Linked DNA regions of Triticum aestivum: region 2 is linked to region 1. A link is a contact called in public Hi-C data. All regions are on one chromosome and are shown on one strand. The core of a region is the stretch at or near the end of the contact, and the rest is flanking DNA. Distances in the headings are between cores, read along the strand shown. Region 1 has its middle 120 kb from the start of LOC123054103. Region 2 holds the start of LOC123054103.

Evidence for each region. A called contact is a pair of places that touch in the nucleus more often than the background predicts.
Region 2: a contact with region 1 is called in a Hi-C map of leaf, with 4 times the contacts expected there. The contact joins the promoter of LOC123054103 here to the enhancer-like site in region 1. A contact is called at or near these places in 4 of 5 Hi-C or Micro-C datasets (leaf and an unstated tissue) and 1 of 1 datasets of contacts at active chromatin or transcription factors (leaf).

Annotation. Positions count from the first base shown.
Region 1 is chr2D:505,432,412-505,435,022 of IWGSC CS RefSeq v2.1, forward strand. No RefSeq gene overlaps it. Among protein-coding and RNA genes, the nearest start is that of LOC123054103, 120 kb to the right of the region's middle. Within about 2 kb of position 1,315, at least 1 of the 8 cell types and tissues checked has an H3K27ac peak or open chromatin away from gene starts, as enhancers often do.
Region 2 is chr2D:505,556,455-505,559,065 of IWGSC CS RefSeq v2.1, forward strand. LOC123054103 reads left to right here and starts at 1,332. Exons shown (of 2, transcript XM_044477791.1): 1 at 1,332-2,611. The coding sequence starts at 1,641.

The DNA.
Region 1 (2,611 bases), core at 65-2,564:
AGGATCCGTCGGTATGGGGTGAGATAGGCTTGAGGACTCTTATATTTCTTTCTCGTCCGTTTTCTTCAACTTAGTTGGGCCTATTCTCTTCAGATTCCTTACTTTCTAGCGGCACTGGCGCCCGCGCTTTCTGAACAACGGGATCATGACCAGCTTAGACTCGTGGTGGACACCTTGACTGCTATCGCATGCCATCTTGATTCGCCGCAGATCCCCTGAGCTTTTGGTCACTTGGTGGTCTTTTTTCATACTCCCCCAGCACCGCGCAGGGGTGTGCGCTCGTTTGTGAGAATCAAATAAACGGGCGCAAAGAGCGCCGTATAGGGTTTGCCGCTTAACGCACCAGCTATTGAACTAGCGCCCGCGCAACGGCTGGGCGGTGCAGGCCATTACCATTTTGGCTGTTCACACGTAGGTGTTATAGTGTTTCTAAAAAAAGGTGTTTTAGCCAAAAAAAAATAGACCATTTATTTCTGTTCGTTTGTTTAGTAACATAATTTCAAATTATTTAAAATAAAATAAAATTTTAATAAACTTGAAAAAACAATTAAAAATGTTCACAACTTTGAAAATATGTGCATGAATTTGAAAAAATGTTGATCATTTTGTAAAAAGTTCAGAATTTGAAAACTATTTGTCAATTATAAAAAGAAAGAAATTGTAAAAATTTCAGGCATTTCCAAAAGTATTCATCGATTTGTAAAATTTCCGTGAATTTGTAAATTATTCAAGAATTACAAAAAAATAGGATATTGAAAATTTCGTGAATTTAAGAACTGTTAATATTTTTTAAAATTGTAAATTTAAAAAGGAGAAAAGGGAAATAAAAAACAAGAAAGACAAGAAAGTAAAAAGGCCAAAAGATTCTAGAAGCAAAGGACCAATTGGAGCTTTATATATGACGCGCTAAGCGCCAAATAAGATTTGTTTTAGTTGGGCTGGCCATGGGAAGCATATCTTGTAGCCACCTAAAGTAGCTTCCTAGAAAACGCTCCTTACAAGCTACAACAATTGATAGCCCCACTAAGCTAGTGTCAGAGGCTAGATCGAAGGATCCGTCGGTATGGGGTGAGATAGGCTTGAGCACTCTTATATTTCTTTCTCGTCCGTTTTCTTCAACTTAGTTGGGCCTATTCTCTTCAGATTTCTTACTTTCTAGCGGCACTGGCACCCGCGCTTTTTGGATAACGGGATCATGACCAGCTTAGACTCGTGGTGGACACGTTGACTGCTATCGCGCGCCATCTTGATTCGCCGCAAATCCCCTGAGCTTTTGGTCACTTGGTGGTCTTTTTTCATACTCCCTCTGTCAATTTTGGACTAAAGCCAAATTTTGCGATAAGGGGGTATTTCTTTTATGCTTTTTATTGGACATATATGAGATGTTGGCCCATCAGGCCATATATTTTTTGGTGCGGGGCACCCGAACGTTGTTTCATGCATTCAAAACAGGCAAACAACAACACTGGCAAATTTAGATTTCTCTAGTCATCTAGTATTGCATTTTTTTTTAGTTTTTTTTTGCGAATATCCAGTATTGCAACTTGCAAGCGAGCGTATGGTCCTAGACAAATTAGCTTTCGCCGTCATCCTTATCCCGGCATATCCACAGGATAGCCATCAAACCATGCATGTCAGTTCCTAGCCCAAACAAGGAGACGGTCGATGGGATGATAGGCACCCAACCACTGGAAAACCAATGCCAGCCAAGCATCCCGGCGTACCAAGCAGTTCGGCTGCAATAATGAAGCCAAGCATGTATCTGTACTTAGAATATTCCCGCAAAAAAAAACATAGAACTTAGAATGGTTCAATTTTCTTAATTGTATATTCTGTGATCAGATGCTCGTTTCTTTCAAAGCAAGCTAAGAGCAAGTTCTAAAAAAAAAGCTAAGAGCATCTAATGGCCAAATTCGGCAGCGAGCCTCATATTTGCCACTTTGCATCCGCGTATCTCATATTCGGCGCCTTATATCCATACTACATGTGCAAACGTTGATCTATCTTATGTTATCAAACGACGGACAATAAAAATCAGCTGCAAAGGAACACAAGATCGGCTGCAAACGGACATTAACATACTTCACCACATCCAAAAGATTATAGTTCGTCCCCGGACAAGTTCTTAAACTTGGACAACTAAAAACGATATAAACATTGAGGAGGATGGGGGGGGGGGGGGGGGAGGAATCACCACTTCCTCGCCGGGCCTTTGCCCTTCCGGTCGTCGGTGCAGCTGCAGGCATCCGCGGCTGGTGTAGGGTCTTGGTCATCCGACGAGGAGGTGCGGCTGTCGCCGTCGTCGTAGTCAGAGTCGGAGAGGACGATGAGCCCCTTCATCTGACGGAACGCCCTGTCCTGCTCCCACTTCAACCTGGCGACCTGAGCCTTCTCCATAGTTGCCTCCTTCGCCTGGCGCTCCGACTGCTCAATAGCAAGCCGGAGCGCCTTGGCGTTCTTCTGTCGGAGGCGGCGAGCGTCCGTCTCCGTCGACGTGAGGGAGCGGCGGTAGACCCATGCGAGGAGACGCGTGTCCTCGTCGGGGTCTGGCTTCGTCCCGCGGCTGTGCGCGGACTACTCCGCCGCATCCCTCTCCCGTGCATGCTGCCTC
Region 2 (2,611 bases), core at 82-2,581, 120 kb after region 1:
AACATTCGGGTCGGGCTTGACTTCGGGCCGGGCTCGGGCTTGAGAAAAGAGTGCATTTCGGGCTTCGAGCCGGGCTCGGGCTTGAGAAAAGGGTGCATTTCGGGCTTCGGGCCGGGCTCGGGCTTGAGAAAAGAAGATCGGGCTTTTACAAGCCCGGCCAGAAACCCGGCCTGGCCCGGCGTATGCCCGGGTTTACTCTGGTCCGAACACTTTCACCACAGTGCGTGCAAATTGCTTCGTGGTGTTCAGGACCGTGGTCTCTCCAATCTGAATTTCTGCATCAATTGCATCTGCTATTTTAACATAAGCAAGCATCCTGAGAGTAGCCGTGCATTTATGTAGAGGAGAGAAGGATAGTTTTCCGCAACAATCCTTTCTCAGTTTGAACTTGTCATCAGCCTTGTCCACGCCCTTCCACTACCCACACGAACAAGTTTCTGCTCATCCGGTAGCAACGGCGAAAGGAAGTTTCATGAAATGTTTGGACCACTGTGAAGTAGTCTGTGTAAAGAAGACGTGCACCTGCCCTTGATGGAACCCTTGAAGTAATGGTCCAAAGTATAAAAAGCCAGCTCAGACACTTCAGCGAACACGTAAAGCGTGAGGTGCAAATAGGAGTGTTAACCGGAGCGGCGTCTGGTGGCGACGACCTTGTCCGATGGCGGCCTGGCCGGTAGCGTGTGGGCTGGGGCGTCCGGTGGCGAAGCCTTGGGTTGGGAATGGTGGCGGAGCACAGATAGCGACAAAAGTTCGGTGATGGTTATGCGGAGGAGCACGAACATAGATGAAAAGAGAGTTGCTAGAGCAAGGCGGGGGAGGCGGATATGAGCGAAGTGGCGCAGACCCTACCGGTCAGTCCGACGTAACGGACACGCCTGAGCATCCTTATATCCACCCTAAGTACGGGCCGTGTATAGAAAATGCGAAGCCGATAGCGTTTTTGGGTCCGGTCATTGACCAAGTAGCCCGTCCGGATCGTTTGACGCTCTAACACAAATATAGTCGGTGCATCAATGCGCCTCCCTGATCTGCATATCTCCAGCCCGGAATCTAATCAACTATTCCGGCGGACCGAAATGTGCAAATCAATTGAAGAACCTCCCACGTTTCTGTAAAGAGAAACCAACGTCATCACAGCAAGTAATCATCCATCCCCAGGCAGCACCTTGCCATAAAATTAATAAATAGGCTTTTTTGGTGGGAAATAAATAAATAAATGTGAACTTTTTTAGTAGTTGAAAAATAAATGTGAACTTGATTAGCGACGGGACATACAGGCAGTGCAGCACCGGCACGGGAGAAACCTCGAAAAGGCGCCGCCCCACCCACCCCACCCCCCACCGCACCCGAAAACCCCACTCAATCCCAGTCCAAGCCGCTGCGCTAGAACAAGCGAAGAGAGTGAGATTGGGACGAGGAAGAGAACCAGAAGCAGAGCAACACGCGGAGGGGATGGGCGACCTGGCACACTCCCGTGGCTGCTGCCCACGCGACCCGCCCATGTAAATCTCCTTCCCAAATCTCACTCGCCAGAAACCCACTCCCCGATACCAGTCGGTCAGCATACCCCAGTCCCCGCCGAGGAAGAGGCATTGCGAGGTCGGGCGCGGCGGCGGCGAGGAGCAGCCACGGCGCCAGGAATGAAGGGCGGCGGTGGCGGTGGCGGCGGCAAGGAGTCCGTCACCGGCTCCTTCCTCCGCTTCCTCCTCCTGCTCCTCCTCCCCCTCACCGCCCTCTATTTCTTCTACACGCTCCACCTCCTCCTCGCCTCCGCCGCCTCCTCGTCCGCCGCCTCCTGCCCGCCGGACCCCACCGCGGTCTCCTCCCGCGTCTCCACCAACCGCACCGCCGCGGCGGTGGCCGGCAGTAAGGCCGCCCCCGCGGCGGCGGCGGCGTCCACGGCGACGACGCTGCAGCACGTGGTGTTCGGCATCGCGGCCTCGTCGCGGTTCTGGGACAAGCGCAAGGAGTACATCAAGGTGTGGTGGCGCCCGCGCGGCGCCATGCGCGGCTACGTCTGGCTGGACCGCGAGGTGCGGGAGTCCAACATGTCGACGGCGCGGACGGGGCTCCCGGCCATCAAGATCTCCTCCGACACCTCCGCCTTCCCCTACACGCACCGCCGCGGCCACCGCTCCGCCATCCGCATCTCCCGCATCGTCTCCGAGACCTTCCGCCTCGGCCTCCCCGGCGTGCGCTGGTTCGTCATGGGCGACGACGACACCGTCTTCTTCCCGGACAACCTGCTCACCGTCCTCAACAAGTTCGACCACCGACAGCCCTACTACATCGGCTCCCTCTCCGAGAGCCACCTGCAGAACATCTACTTCTCCTACGGGATGGCGTACGGCGGCGGCGGCTTTGCCATCAGCAGGCCGCTGGCGGAGGCGCTCGCGCGGATTCAGGACGGCTGCATCAGCCGCTACCCGGCGCTCTACGGCAGCGACGACCGGATCCAGGCGTGCATGGCGGAGCTGGGGGTGCCGCTCACCAAGCACCCGGGGTTCCACCAGTACGACGTGTACGGGGACCTCCTGGGCCTCCTCGCGGCGCACCCGGTGGCGCCGATCGTGACGCTGCACCACCTGGACGTGGTGCAGCCGCTGTTCCC